Linked DNA regions of Gasterosteus aculeatus: region 2 is linked to region 1. The links are chromatin contacts, called in public Hi-C maps. All regions are on one chromosome and are shown on one strand. Each heading gives the region's core, a stretch centred on a gene start, on an enhancer-like site or on the middle of the called end of the contact. The rest is flanking DNA. Distances are from core to core; before and after follow the strand shown. Region 1 holds the start of samd12 (sterile alpha motif domain containing 12). Region 2 holds the start of sdc2 (syndecan 2).

Evidence for each region. A called contact is a pair of places that touch in the nucleus more often than the background predicts.
Region 2: a contact with region 1 is called in a Hi-C map of tail fin, with 1.9 times the contacts expected there. The contact joins the promoter of sdc2 here to the promoter of samd12 in region 1. A contact is called at or near these places in 3 of 6 Hi-C or Micro-C datasets (skeletal muscle and tail fin).

The regions. Positions count from the first base shown.
Region 1 is chr10:5,908,001-5,911,941 of fGasAcu3.hap1.1, reverse strand. It overlaps samd12 (sterile alpha motif domain containing 12), which reads left to right and starts at 2,439. Exons shown (of 5, transcript XM_078081215.1): 1 at 2,439-2,668. The coding sequence starts at 2,656.
Region 2 is chr10:6,079,662-6,083,302 of fGasAcu3.hap1.1, reverse strand. sdc2 (syndecan 2) reads left to right here and starts at 1,748. Exons shown (of 4, transcript XM_078081352.1): 1 at 1,748-1,997. The coding sequence starts at 1,938.

The DNA.
Region 1 (3,941 bases), core at 1,190-3,689:
GAGATTACAGACATTACATTACAGAAAATGCTCCAACGGATTATCGTCTTCGACCAAACGCTGTAAGCAGGTGGAAAAGGAGCAGAAGTTTGGAGGGGAGCGAGAAAAAGCAGGAGAAGGACGCACCTGGGGTGGTGAGGCAGTGGAATAGCTGAGGCAGAGAGGAGAGACTGGACATAGAGGACGTCCAAAAACGGGACAAGCCCTTTGGAACAAGCAGAGCAGAGAGACTCTGGAGGAGACCCGGAGTCAGAAGGGGCGGATCAAAGGACCCCCGCTCCCAACGTGAGAAGAATCAGGGTTTTTTTCTCCAGAAAATGAGACAGCAGATACATGTCAGACCCACGTTTCTGATGAGAGCCGGGAAACACAAGAAGGTGGCGTTTGGAGGCGAGATGCTGCAGCAAGGTCGGGATGATGGAGAGATTGTTTCTCTGCTGGTGTGATGTTAACACCCGGGGCAAAGTTGCCACTCAGTGGTTATCAAGCAGGGCTGGAGATTTAAAACACATCTGGGTCTGCTCAATGGACACGTGCAGGACTGTGTGGAAGCTTGAGGGTTGCGTCTCTGTGGATGGTGTAAGAATATTTTTGGGCTGTTTTTGTAGATATTTGGAAAATCATTCTGAAACATGGACATGTTTTTAGATATCTGCAATTGGTGATGTTTGAAGTTTCCATTGCAAGTTGATCCTTTTCTGCACTTTCTTCATATGTAAAAAGGAAGCTTCTAGCCTCCGCGTTAACAAAGCAAGTAACCAGCAGCGTTACTGCGTAGTGCAGCGCAGTAATTTACACACGGATTGGGTTTTATTACCTGAATACCTGCGGCTCAGCATCATTAGATTGCGGCGGGCGAAGAGAAGAGGAAGAGAGCAGACCACAGCACAAATGTTGTCGCCTTTTAGACCGGTGAGGATCAATGTAATCGGTGGCTGTGACTGGTGGGAGAGAAAAACTTTCAGTTATCTAATCTTTTCAGTTATCTTTGTATCTTTAGTATGGGAAAGAAAGTCAGTGGACATATTGTGTACAACATATAAGGCAAAATGAAGATCTGTGTCGTTAAAGTGCAATATGCTTCTCATAGATCTACAGTCAATCACAAGGATTGATGAGCCACTGCAATGACTTGTTTTGCCACCGGCTGACCGAGAAGATGAACTCCACTGTCCTTTGATTGGAGCCTGGACTTGGTTAGCTTGGCTCGGCGAAGCATAAAGACCTGAGGCAGGGAGGAGCAGGAAGGCTGAAGACAATTAAAGTTAATGTGGAGACACATGAAATAACTATCATAATTATTCGTTGACCAGCTGTTTCCCTCTTTCCAGCCGTTATGATAAACTGAGCTAATTGAAATGCTGAAAAACAGCATTTTGATATCAGTTTAGGAATAACATCAGATCAGGACTCACTGGCAGAAGAAAAGACGACATCTGCAACAATTACAAAAACACTTTTAAATCTACACTGCCACAGAAGTGGTTTTGGTTGTTTAACTGAAAAGTATGATCCATCCATCCATTGTCAAACCGCTTATCCTGCACACAGGGTCGCGGGGGGGCTGGAGTCCATCCCAGCCAACTTCGGGCGATAGACAGGGTACATCCTGGATTGGTCGCCAGCCAATCGCAGGGCTACACAGAGACACACAACCATTCACACTCACATTCACACAACTACGGGCAATTTAAAGTCCCCAATCAACCTGATCCCCAGAGCATGTCTTTGGACTGTGGGAGGAAGCCGGAGAACCCGGAGAGAACCCACGCAGACACGGGTAGAACATGCAGACTCCACACAGAAAGGCCACTGGGCGGAATCGAACCCAGGACCTTCTTGCTGTGAGGCAACAGTGCTAACCACCACGCCACCGTGCCGAAAAGTATGATATTTTTTTCAATTCTACACTTCCACACCCACACATTCTTACTGTATGTGATCCTTATCACAGACAGGCTGAGCAGAATTTAAAACAAAAGAACGAGTTCCTGCTGTGGGTTTGCATACCGATTGACATGCCTGTTCACACAACACAGGAGAAATGTGCCGGAAAAACCGTCAGGTATTTTAACTTTGACTTTCCTCCAGATTCCACACATGCTTCCTCCTTGTGCTCATGCGTTGTGATCCGGGTACACTGGCTTTAGTGTAAGCCAGTCTGAAGACTTATAGACTTATATATTTATAAAACAATTTTCTGTTTCCAGAGAAGTGCATGAATGCAATTATGAAGAAAATGAGTTAGTTTTGAATTATGAGGAAAGAACCTGGAAGTGTTCAGAATCAAAGTAAAACGTATGAATTAAATACCCTCAATTGTATATATTTTTGCCGTTGTCATGGTGACTTGACATATGGCCGCAAAGTGCTCTGCCATTCATTTATAAACCATTTGAAGACTCTACACTCAAACATTTACCAGGTGACGTCAGTTTAGTCCCCGAGTGTTCGGGGGGGAGAGACAATGGGACTCGTTTCCCCATGAAGCGCCGAGAACTACACTTCCCATGATGCTTAGAGGCGCGGCAGCAGCTGTGCGCTCCGGCTCGCGACGCCCGCAGCCAAGTGATAACACGCCGAACAAGGTACGACGCGAGGGAGCGTCGACTTTTACATCTCCGCGGGGAACGCTCGGGTCTGAGGAGTAGCGCCATGGCCGTCGAAGGTAAGACGCCTTCACGCAACGACACAGCGACACAGACGCCACTTCCGTCTCCGCGTTGAGGTCAGTTAAAGCCGCGGGACGCCAATTGTAGCCGCGCGGATGATGGCAGGTGCGCGCGGTTCGACCCAGACGCGACCGAGGGTCCACCTGCGACCAACCCGGCGGCGTCGCAGCCTCGGCCGCGGTTAGTGACGTGCACCGTCCCGGTCACCTGGCGCTGTGGTCACGGCGCCCTGTTGCAACGATGCACCGCTGGGGTTAATTTGCGGTCTCACGCACTCAGCATCTGTCAGGGTTCGCTGCGCGCCTCGGGGGAGGGGGGCAAGGGGGGTCGCTCATCTGGCAGCAGGTGGCGTGACGTGGAGCGGGGATGTGACCCGCTCCGCCCTGTGGTTGTCAGGAGACGGTTGGGGGCTGCTCGGGCTGCTCGCTCCGGAGGGGGCAGAGGGGGGAGAGAGAGAACACCGGCGGCGAGGCGGGATGCTCGGTCAGTCCGATCACCTTGTCGGGGGCGTCTTGTGGATCCAGAATCCATGTTGGAGCAGAAGAGAGGAGGAGGATGCTGAAACCTGATTGTGAGACGTCTCAGAGTTTTGTGTGATCTTTTGTAATGTCAGTAAGCGCTGAATCAGCACATTAATTTTTTACCTGAGGAACAAGTGAAAGCCTCTCATGGTGTCACCAACGCAAACAACCTCCCTATTTGGGCCGTTTTTTAAGATCAAAAGATGGGTTGTGCTGCTTATTCATTGTTACCTGTTTCGAAGCTGGAAATGCATCTTTAATGACCTACAGCGTGAGCACAACAACAACAACAACAGCAGCAGCAGCAGCCGCTGTAACAGGCGTCTCCTGAGATGCGTCTCTCACAGCTGAGGAAAACCGTGAAGGCCGGTGCTGCGGACGCACACTTTGTTCCCCGGGCTGAATGTTATCCGTTATCCAGCTTAATGTTTCTTCATCGCTTTCTCATCTTTTTTTTAAGTATCAAGGCTGAATCAAAATGATGGTTTAGTAATTTAACAGTCGACATTATACACTCACCGGCCACTTTATTAGATACACCTTGCTAGTAAAAAGTTGCACCCCTTTTGCCTTGAGAACCGCCTTCAATCTTTGTGCCATACTTTCAACAAGGTGTTGGAAAAACTTCCTCAGACATTCTGGTTCATATTGACATGATGGCATCATGCTGTTGCTGCAGATTTGTGGGCTTCACATCTACGATGCCATGACCTGTAGATACAAGGCAGGATGGATCCATGTTTTCATG
Region 2 (3,641 bases), core at 499-2,998, 170 kb before region 1:
GACCACTTGGCAAGCAACCAGCAGGGTCTCCAAAGAAGAGGTCCTGCAAACAGTCCCTCATTAAACAGTGGATTGCTTATATTTTTACCTCTGCAGTTTTTGTACAGTTGTTTCTACTTTCAACGAAGATATAAGTTGTCTAGTGAGCTTTACAAATACCGTAATGCTGGTCATTGAATTCGGTGACCTTTGAACTGACCCACATAGGCTCTCTCTCCCCGTTTTCAGTCTTTAGTGAGTTTAACTAACCGCTACATGAACTGATGACTACACGTCTACCGAACAAATGCCAGTAAACTCTCGCTTCACCATTGCAGTAATTCATTGCATGCATAATACTCCTGCTAATCAGTCAGATTTAAGTGCCTTTAAAAATTCCAAACGCGTTCCTTTTTCCAGCAGCGCCTGTCACTGGTAACGCTTTCTGTTTGTCTCTCCGCCTCAGCGTTAAAGGTGAATGAGCGGAACCGGGTCAATGACGTTGATATTGGGGTCACTCGGCAGTTCAGCTGAGCATGACTAATCACATCTCTGCAAAAACTTAAGGACACGAGTACGATTTTGCGGTAGCACCACCAATGCACGAATGTCCAGTGCGTTCCGTATTACTGGCGTGCGTGCGGGTCTCTGGCACATGTACCTGAAGGTCACCTTCTACGTGCCGTATGTGTGTGGCTAAAGCATTTAGTTTGGCAGTACTTGTGATCAGGGGAGTTGTAGGGTTCACTGTGCACAAAGGGCAGTCTGTTATTGAGCGGGATTAGTGGTTCTGGGAAAACGTTGTTTGCGCTGTTCTGAATGGATTTTAGCGATGTGAATGGAAGTGGAAGATGAATTACCGGCTACCGCGTTGCGTTGGAAAAGGGTCACACTTTCTTTAAATGAGTGGAACAATATATCTACACTACCCCTGTAATCAGGCAGCAGTTGCACAGGTTGTAGAGTGTTAAGCAAAAAGGGGAATGTGTGAGACGGAGGTTCGTAAAGCAAACAGAGAATCTCTCAGAGAGGAAGACATTTACATCCGACGCACCGGTTTCTGTGAAGCTGCTACGTCCGGTAACAGTGATGAAGCTACAGCTTTGACGAAGGCGTTCTAGAACTGTTTAATCTTTCACTTAAAACACCAAGTACTCCCACTCAAGCCCGTGACTGTGTACAAGCCCCCGAACTGAGGTGGGCCGAAGGTCAACGTTCCGATCAGGGTAAATCTAACCCTCTATGTTCGTTTTTGTACAACCAATTCAATAAAACCGATTTAAACAAAAAACGTGATATTTTGTAGATTATGAGAGGGAGGAATTCATTCACACCAGCAGGGGGAGACTTCGCCCACTAATGGCTGAAGTCAGTAGGGGGGAGGATGGGGGGGGGGTCCTAGTCATTAAATGATGTAACTAACTCCATCTCTGCATGTTGTTTATTCATAGCATATATAAATGGATGTTATGGTATGGCCCAAAACAGCAGCAACATAATAAAGACGAACGTCCTTGTCATTTAGTGCAAGAATCTCCGATGAGGGGGAGGAGGGGGGGGGGGGGCAATTAACCTCTAAGTATACAGAAAACTTCAATAATCAACCTGTGAATACACGTATTTACAGCACGCCAATGCGCAACATAATTGGTCGGTTATGATGGCTGTTCAATTATTGACTCCCCCTTTTTTGTGTTTCGCTACTTTGTTGCGGGGGAGAGAGAGAGAGAGAGAGAGAGGGGGGGGGGGGGGGGGAGTGGGGAGGGGTGGGGGGATAAGCAGAACGCAACACGTATCCGGTGGGATTCCGCTCCTGAGAGAGACACAAGCGGCAGGAGTTGGAGCAAAGGGTTCAAGGAGAGCGAGCGGGAGAGAGAGACGAAGAGGAAGAGGAAGAGGAGGGGGACATTTTGGCATTTCGCTCGTAACAGCGCGTTTATAATTCGCAAAGAGGAATAATGAGGAGCGTTTGGATAATTTTGACCCTCGGGCTGGCCGCCTTCCTCTCCGGAGAAAGGGTGAGTTGTTGGAAAGCAAACTTCACAAATAGCGGTGTGTGTGTGTGTGTGTGTGTGTGTGTGTGTGAGAGGGGGGGCCTTGGGTCCGCGGACGGACCACTCGCTGCTTTATTGCATTGTCTGTTTGCTGGAAGAATAAAAGATTTCCCGTTTTGTTTCGGTGTTGCTCGCGCGGAGTCTCCGCGGGCTTTGCAGCGACTCCTCGGGGATCAGCGCCGGGGACCGAAATAGAGCTCCGGCTCCGCGCGCGCGCTCCCCCCGCGTGCAGCTTTAAAGGGACCTTTTTCCGCGGACGCAGTGCATCCAAAGAGCCGCGGCGTCTCTCCCGGTTGAACGTCCCCCTCGAAGCAGCGGCGCAGCAGTGCGTTAAAGACGCGCTCCGGAGGCCGCGGTGTAACTTTTACCTGCCGTGTGAGTTGCGCGCGTCGCAGCGGTGCTGCGGTGATTCGCTGCCGTGATGCTGATTCCCGTGACCGCTGTGGACGGGTCCGTGCTCACTGAAATGAGCGCATCATTTAGGAGATGTCAACGTCACTGGAGCCACACAGCTTCTTTTCAAAAAGAAAATCATTGATGCTTGTAACGTTTTAATAAATAATTTTGTATTAAAAACGCTATTTACTGCCCATTGTTTTATCATCAGCCATTGTTTAAACCAAATGATCATTGCTGTTTCCTTGATTCGGTGTCGGGTCCTGCTCGGCGTTGAGGCTCCTGGCTGCAAATGTTGGAATGACACATTTTTGGCCCTTTGGAGTGCGGCCCCTGTCATTATGGCCCCCTCCTGTTGTTCCTCCGTGGGTTGCGACTTGTCGCTCGGCGCGGTGCCTCCTCCTCTGTTCAAGCTGCTGATTAGGATTCAGACACTGTTGTTTTTTAATGACTCATGGTCTTGCACGAGGTCACCAGGAGTACATTTTTGACGTGTTTTCTTTCATTTCGTGCACAACAGTGCGGCTCTTTTATCGAGCGTGTCCATGCATTGGCCCAAGTATAAAGCGGGCGACCATGAAAGAGTACTGCGTAAGTCACAGGGTCCAAAACTACAACAAGAGGTGGGGAAACATTGGATTGCAGCACAGCGTACAGGGGGATGTTTTCCTAAACACGTGGAGTACAGTAGCCTTTCCCCACATGAATTTTGGCAAAATATGGAATCATCCATCACAACAATACAGCACAATTGAGCATCATCATCTGAATTATCTACACACAAAGAAATCACACACACACACACACTTTAACCCTGATCAATGTCTACCTCTCATTTACCAGTGTCCCCTGAAGGCCTCCCTGGAAGTTGACATGGGGCATTGATTCTCAATATTGGCACCAGTGTTGACAAGTGGTTGATAATCTGCTTTAGGCACATGTGGTTATGTGTTAATTACCCCGTGAAATGCCCAGCGGTGCAGAACAGCCCTCAAATTAAACCGACCGCTGCTGGCTTTAAAACACCCCGTAATGATTTCATTATCGACAAAAACAATTTTATATTGTCCCCCACGTGGTCAAATGAAACAGTTGGGCCTTTGTCTAGAAAACAATACATGTGCGGCTTTTTGTTGTTGTTGTTGTTGTTAGCTGGCCCGATTGACCGCTCACTTAGCGCGGAATGCTTTGACAGCATTGCAACATGTGAGG